2 separate regions of the Mus musculus genome follow, and region 2 is linked to region 1. The links are chromatin contacts, called in public promoter capture Hi-C maps. All regions are on one chromosome and are shown on one strand. The core of a region is the stretch at or near the end of the contact, and the rest is flanking DNA. Distances in the headings are between cores, read along the strand shown. Region 1 holds the start of Rce1 (Ras converting CAAX endopeptidase 1). Region 2 holds the start of Catsperz (cation channel sperm associated auxiliary subunit zeta).

Region 1 (2,700 bases), core at 134-2,633:
CAAACTCAGTTTAGGAGATCCTGGGAATCAGAATGGGGAAGGGAACAAGCCTTATCAGACCAAATTACAACGGCTTGAGATGGCTGGCAGCAGGAAGGGAAGGCAGCAGTAGATGAGGGAGTCACAGAAAATTCCAGAGGCACCCAAATTTTACCAAGGCCAATCTTTGGGGAAGCCAAATGATGAGAGAGCAGGGGAAGATGCTGTCTGGCCCATATCAAGTGCTGTTTGTGGTCCAGACAGGCCTCCTTGAGTATCACACTTACAGGGTACTCAGCAATGTAATCCATTTTACTGATGTGGAAACACACGCTGAGAGGTGACATCTCACCTCTTCAGTCCAGATCACACCATCTCACTGACTCCTTTCCCCAGTGTTCTGGACTGCCTGTGCCTACCTTTTCCTCAGTCTTGAAGACTCACCCAGGACAACCTTCAGCCCATCTGTCAGGTCACAAGGGCAATCCATAGAGAGCTGCATCAGTGGACCCAGGAAAAGGATCTGGGGGGGGGGGGCAAACATAAAATGAAAGCCTTTTACCACAATCCAATGACCTTGCCCACACCTATGCCCTTGGTCAGCCTCACCAGACCTCAGGTTTCCTGAGTTCTAGGGTTTCCCAGCCATGTACACCAGAAGCTTAGGGGGCCACATCATAATTCCTGTCTTCCATCTGCCAAAAGCTGTACCCAAGCAGGGCACGTCATTACACTAGTGACAACAGAGTTGGAAAAATAAAGCAGGACTCACCATAGTTAGCAGCAGGGGCAGCAGCGCTGCTGGGAAAATGCCCTCCAGCCTGAAGCCCATCAAGGTAAGCAGTGATGTGCCTGGCTGAGCCACAGGAAAGGGGGCGTTAGTGATGTTCCCTCCCACAAAATTCTAGATTCTTCCCCTAGCTGCCCTGTGCCCCACCCACCTCCTTCGCACCTGGATGCCAGTGAGTTCCCTCCAGAGCAGCACGCAAAGAGGGGACAAGCTGGACACTACCAGGACACTGGTGGAACGCCGCTTGATAACAGCGGGGTGGTCCCTAGGAAAAGGGACAGTAAGTTCCGGGGGGCCTGCAGCAACCACGCCAACGCGGCCCCACCCCCGTCCGGCCCAAGCTCCGCCCGCAGCCCCGCCCCACGAGGGCGCAGATCCCGGCCGCGCGCGCATCCCCCGCACCTGGGCAGCTCGCTCTTCCACACGTAGAGGCTGCCCACGTAGGAGCAGGCGAGGCTGAAGCAGGAGAACACAGACACCCAGCAGCACAGCCCCGAGCCCGGGCCGCTCAGCGCGGCTGACTCGGGCTGCCGCTCTGGCCGCGATACCGACAGTAAACGCAGCCCGTCCCCGCCCAGCGCCGCCATCACGCCCGGACCCGTGGCGCGCGGCAGTGACGCGACGGCGTAGGTGACGTCAGGCGGCGGCGCGAGTTGTCGGGTCCCCCGGGCGCCCCTCCCCTTGCACGATAGTTGATACTTTGTGCTTGGAACGGCTTTATTGAAATACAGAAGTTGTGACACACGTGTCCCGGGCTTCCTTGGCTTGCTGGGCGTCTCAGAGAGAATGCTTAGGACCTGTGTCCCGGATTCAGCCACTCGGACAGATTGGATACCTCCTGTAGCCACAAGTCCTGCGGGAGCAGAGGAGGCGGTGGTGAGGACCCGGCGGTGGTAGCTCAGGCCCGCACCCGCCCTGCTCTCGCTGCGGTACCTCCAGGCCGCCCGCAGGGCTAGCTGCCTCTGCCGCCTGGGCCCTGCCGTGGGCCGCTTGGGTCTGCGATCCTCTAGCAGTGAGGGAGACCTCGGTGAGCTCGCGGTCGCGCGTGGCGGATTTTGGCGGGCTCCGGTCTCTTGCTGAGCCCAGAACTCGCGATTCTTCCCTGCCATGGTTGGGGCTGCCCCTCTTGGGCCTCTTGTTTTCTGCTTGCCCGATGGATTCTAGGAGAGAACAAGCCCATTTCATCTTACTCCCGAAGATTTGTGCCAATGCTACAGAGATTGTTGGGGCAGGGGTATCGTTCTAAATTAACTCTCCCGCTCCACCTTTCCGGATGAAAACATTTCAGTACCTGACCTCCCATGATAGGCGACATCTAACTTTCCGCCCAAACTAGGTGATATGCATTTCAAGTTCCTCTCTGAACCTAAGCTTTGCTTCGGGCAATAAGCAACTCAATCTCTCTCTGGTATTGTTCTAGGCAGTTACTACAGAGGCAGCTTTTTGTTGTTGATGTTCAGACAGACTCTCTTGAAACCCAGGCTAGCCTTAAAGTGATCATCTTGCTTCTAACACCCAAGTGCTGGAATTAGACACTCGTGAACATGCTTTAGCTCAGCGGTTCTCAACCTGCGGGTCGCACATCAGATACTTACACTGTGGTGCATAACAGTGGCAAAATGACAGTTAATTAGTAACACTGAAGATAACTGTATGGTTGGGGATCACCACAGCACGAGGCACTGTATTAAAAGGTGGCAGCGTCAGGAAGGTTGGGAACCACCATCACTAATCCGTAGTAGATCCAGTTTTGGAAGAACAAACACAGAGGAGGATCAAACTCGGTATTGACAAGCAAACCAACTCTGACACTGAGCTACATCCCCAGCCTCGCAGGTGCAGATTTACAGAGTCTTGCCTTGGCTGATTCCTCCTGAGTCAATGAATGCACGTTTCTCTGGAAAGGCTAATGTGCACATACTAAGTACAAC
Region 2 (2,700 bases), core at 122-2,621, 2.3 Mb after region 1:
TATCACTCTTGTTTGTTTAGACATGTTCCCACAGTGTGGACCTAACTATCCTGGAACTTGGTATCTAGACCGGGCTAGCTTTGAATTCACAGCTTCCTGAATACTGGGTTCTTATCAGTACTCATTGCTTGATGAAGGTGGAAACGGACGGGACAGAGGATGGACACATACACATCTCAAACAGTGCTTGGCATACTGTGTGTAACCCCAACACTCAGGAAGATACCAAGATCCAAGGTCATCTTGGGCTATACAGTGAGACTCTCATTCCAAAAAGAAATACAAAGCAACAATAAAGTAACTATTGACCAAAAGAGAGACTTCCAAACAGCCAGATCCCAGCCAGGGAAGGAATTCTGTCCTTTCAGCTGGTGCAGTGATGAAATTAAACGCACAGGTGAGGGAGGGCTCGAAATATGCTTAGTGGTAAAGAATTTTCCTACCAAGAGTGATGTACTCGGTTCGACCCCCAGCACCACATTAAGATAAAAAGCAAAACAAAACAAAACAAAACAAAAAAAACAAACAAAAAACTGACTAGGTCTTCATTGACCTGCTTGCCTGTGCGTTTCCCGGGTTCCTCGTAGTAGGACGCCTGCCCGGTAGGGGGAGCTCAGAGAATGTCTGAGTTAAAGCGTGAACGGTTCTCGCCTGAGCCCTCTCCTAAGAAATCCTAGAAACTTGGGTTTCTATGGGCTTACCCCCATTTTGCAGGAAGGCACTTTAAGACCCGGGCTAGCCCCACCCTTATGGCACACCCATCGCCTCGGCGAGGCTATACTGACCTAAGGAGGTCTCAGATTCTTCGTGGTCCTCCCCATGCTCCAAGGACCTGCCATGGCACAGTTCAAGCTCTCGACGTGCTTGCTGCTGGATCTCCTCTGGCTCGAGGTTGAGGCTGTCCCTAATAGAAATGGTCTGGCTGTACTTGCGAATCCTGTTTCTTACAGATTTGCCCTCTTCGTCGAAGTCCTCGCAGACGTCGGATACCGACACATTCGCTGTGGACATCGTGGCCGTGCTCCATAGGTCACGAACATCTCCGTACAGGCTGGATCTGACCGAGCTGCGGCGATGGTTTGCGTGTTTGGGCACCGGCTGCGGGTCACACACAGGTAAGGTAGCCAAGGAATTCAGGGAGCTGGAGGGAGCAGGGAGACTGGACTGGGATTGGGGACTCTAGGAGAGCTGCCAAGCCCCCAGGCTGAATGGCAGGTTACTCTAAAGACCTGAAGGAGTACTAAGGTTCGTCTGGGCTTGGGGAACTCGGGCAGACTTCTTACTTTGACGCTTTCCTCCATCGTCCTGCACCAACGGACCAGTATCCACAGGGCTCAATCGAGAAGGGAGGGGGGTCACGCTCCAGGAAGGGGGAGGGGCAGTCTCCTCCCGGATGGTTATAGTGGTCTCGCGGGAGGAGACTTCAAACTGCAGATTGCATCAAGACTCTAAGTTGCTCCCACCCCCAATATCAATGCCAAGACTGGAAGTACCCAGTCCAGTTTCGAGTCCGGGTCTCCTCCAGGCAGAGACAAGAGTCTGAATACCTGAACTTAACCAAAAGAGCATGACTTGTCCGGTGTGGGGGCCCAAGGACGGCAGTGGGCCTGATATAAGCCCATGGTGGCGCGAGAAAAGCACTCGCACACCCACTTGGGACCCAGGAGCATGCACTCGGTAGTGCAGAGTTTTTGTTTTATTGGTGCAGGTTTTGAGGCACAGTTGTGAGGTGTGAGGGTCAAAACCGGCAGGGGAGCGAGGCAGAAAGCCTTGGATGGTGGGCTTTGGAAATGATTGGATGTGAAGAACCAGCCAGGGAAGAGCGGTGGCATTTGGCAACCACTGGACTCCTGTCAGGGTTGCAACCACGTGGAACAAAAGAGGGACGGCTCTTTGGTCAAATAAGCCAAGCATGCCTGAGCATCAGCAAGAGCGAAAGCCCTGGCGTGGGATCCGGGTCCAGAGATCCTGCCCCTACACCGGCACGGCCTTGTCTCGGAGTCGCCCAGGACCCCGGGGTCTGGAAGGCTTTTTGGATGGGTTGGGTCGGCGGCGACCCCGAGGAGCCCGAGGCAGGGCACAGCCACGCTCACTCTGCGTGTCTGAGGACTCGTCGATGAAGGCCAGATTCTCACTGGGGTAATCCAGAGCTGAGGCCGTGGGCGGGGACGGAGTCTCAACCTTCTCTGCGGGTGCAGGGGAGCCGGGCCTGCCGGCTGGCTCAACAACAGCAGGCGGTGCCGGCAAAGAGGAGGGCAGGAGTGGTTGCTCCTTCTCTGGCGGCGGGGCGCTGGGCCCAGTTCGCTGGGTCACTCGCGCTGTCACTGTGCCGGTCCAGCTAGCAGCCTGTGCCGTTAGGCCACCCATCTGCACAGAGAGGAAAAGGGGTCGACCCATTGCAGCTCCGAAAGCTGCCCTTTTACCAATTGCATCCACCTTTTTGCCTGACCCTTGAACCTCAGCCTGTGGATGATCCCAGAGCCACACTGTCCCTTCCTGCATTGGCCCAAAAGCACTCCCTTCTCTAGGAACCTTTCTTGAAAGCCTCGGGTTTGTTTCAACCTTCACTGCCTCTCTGTATTTGGCTAGCAAAATGCAGATAAATTACAAAACCAGGACGACTCATGCAATATTTGGGACATAGCTTAAAATCGTATTCGTTGTTCATCTGAAATTCACATATAACTGGCCTTTCTAGTT

Evidence for each region. Capture Hi-C pulls out chosen DNA fragments and counts their contacts.
Region 2: a contact with region 1 is called in a promoter capture Hi-C map of liver, with 2.6 times the contacts expected there. The contact joins the promoter of Catsperz here to the promoter of Rce1 in region 1. A contact is called at or near these places in 1 of 39 promoter capture datasets (liver), 1 of 484 Hi-C or Micro-C datasets (B cells), 1 of 115 datasets of contacts at active chromatin or transcription factors (embryonic forebrain) and 2 of 9 other capture datasets (adipose tissue and liver).

Annotation. Positions count from the first base shown.
Region 1 is chr19:4,624,262-4,626,961 of GRCm38.p6, forward strand. Rce1 (Ras converting CAAX endopeptidase 1) reads right to left here and starts at 1,384. Exons shown (of 8, transcript NM_023131.2): 1 at 1,172-1,384; 2 at 932-1,034; 3 at 752-835; 4 at 424-502. The coding sequence starts at 1,356. Gm960 (predicted gene 960) reads right to left here. Exons shown (of 15, transcript NM_001033447.3): 15 at 1,580-1,929. The coding sequence ends at 1,580.
Region 2 is chr19:6,924,009-6,926,708 of GRCm38.p6, forward strand. It overlaps Catsperz (cation channel sperm associated auxiliary subunit zeta), which reads right to left and starts at 1,372. Exons shown (of 5, transcript NM_001039494.2): 1 at 1,284-1,372; 2 at 786-1,098. The coding sequence starts at 1,301. It overlaps Kcnk4 (potassium channel, subfamily K, member 4), which reads right to left. Exons shown (of 7, transcript NM_008431.3): 7 at 1,654-2,367. The coding sequence ends at 1,975.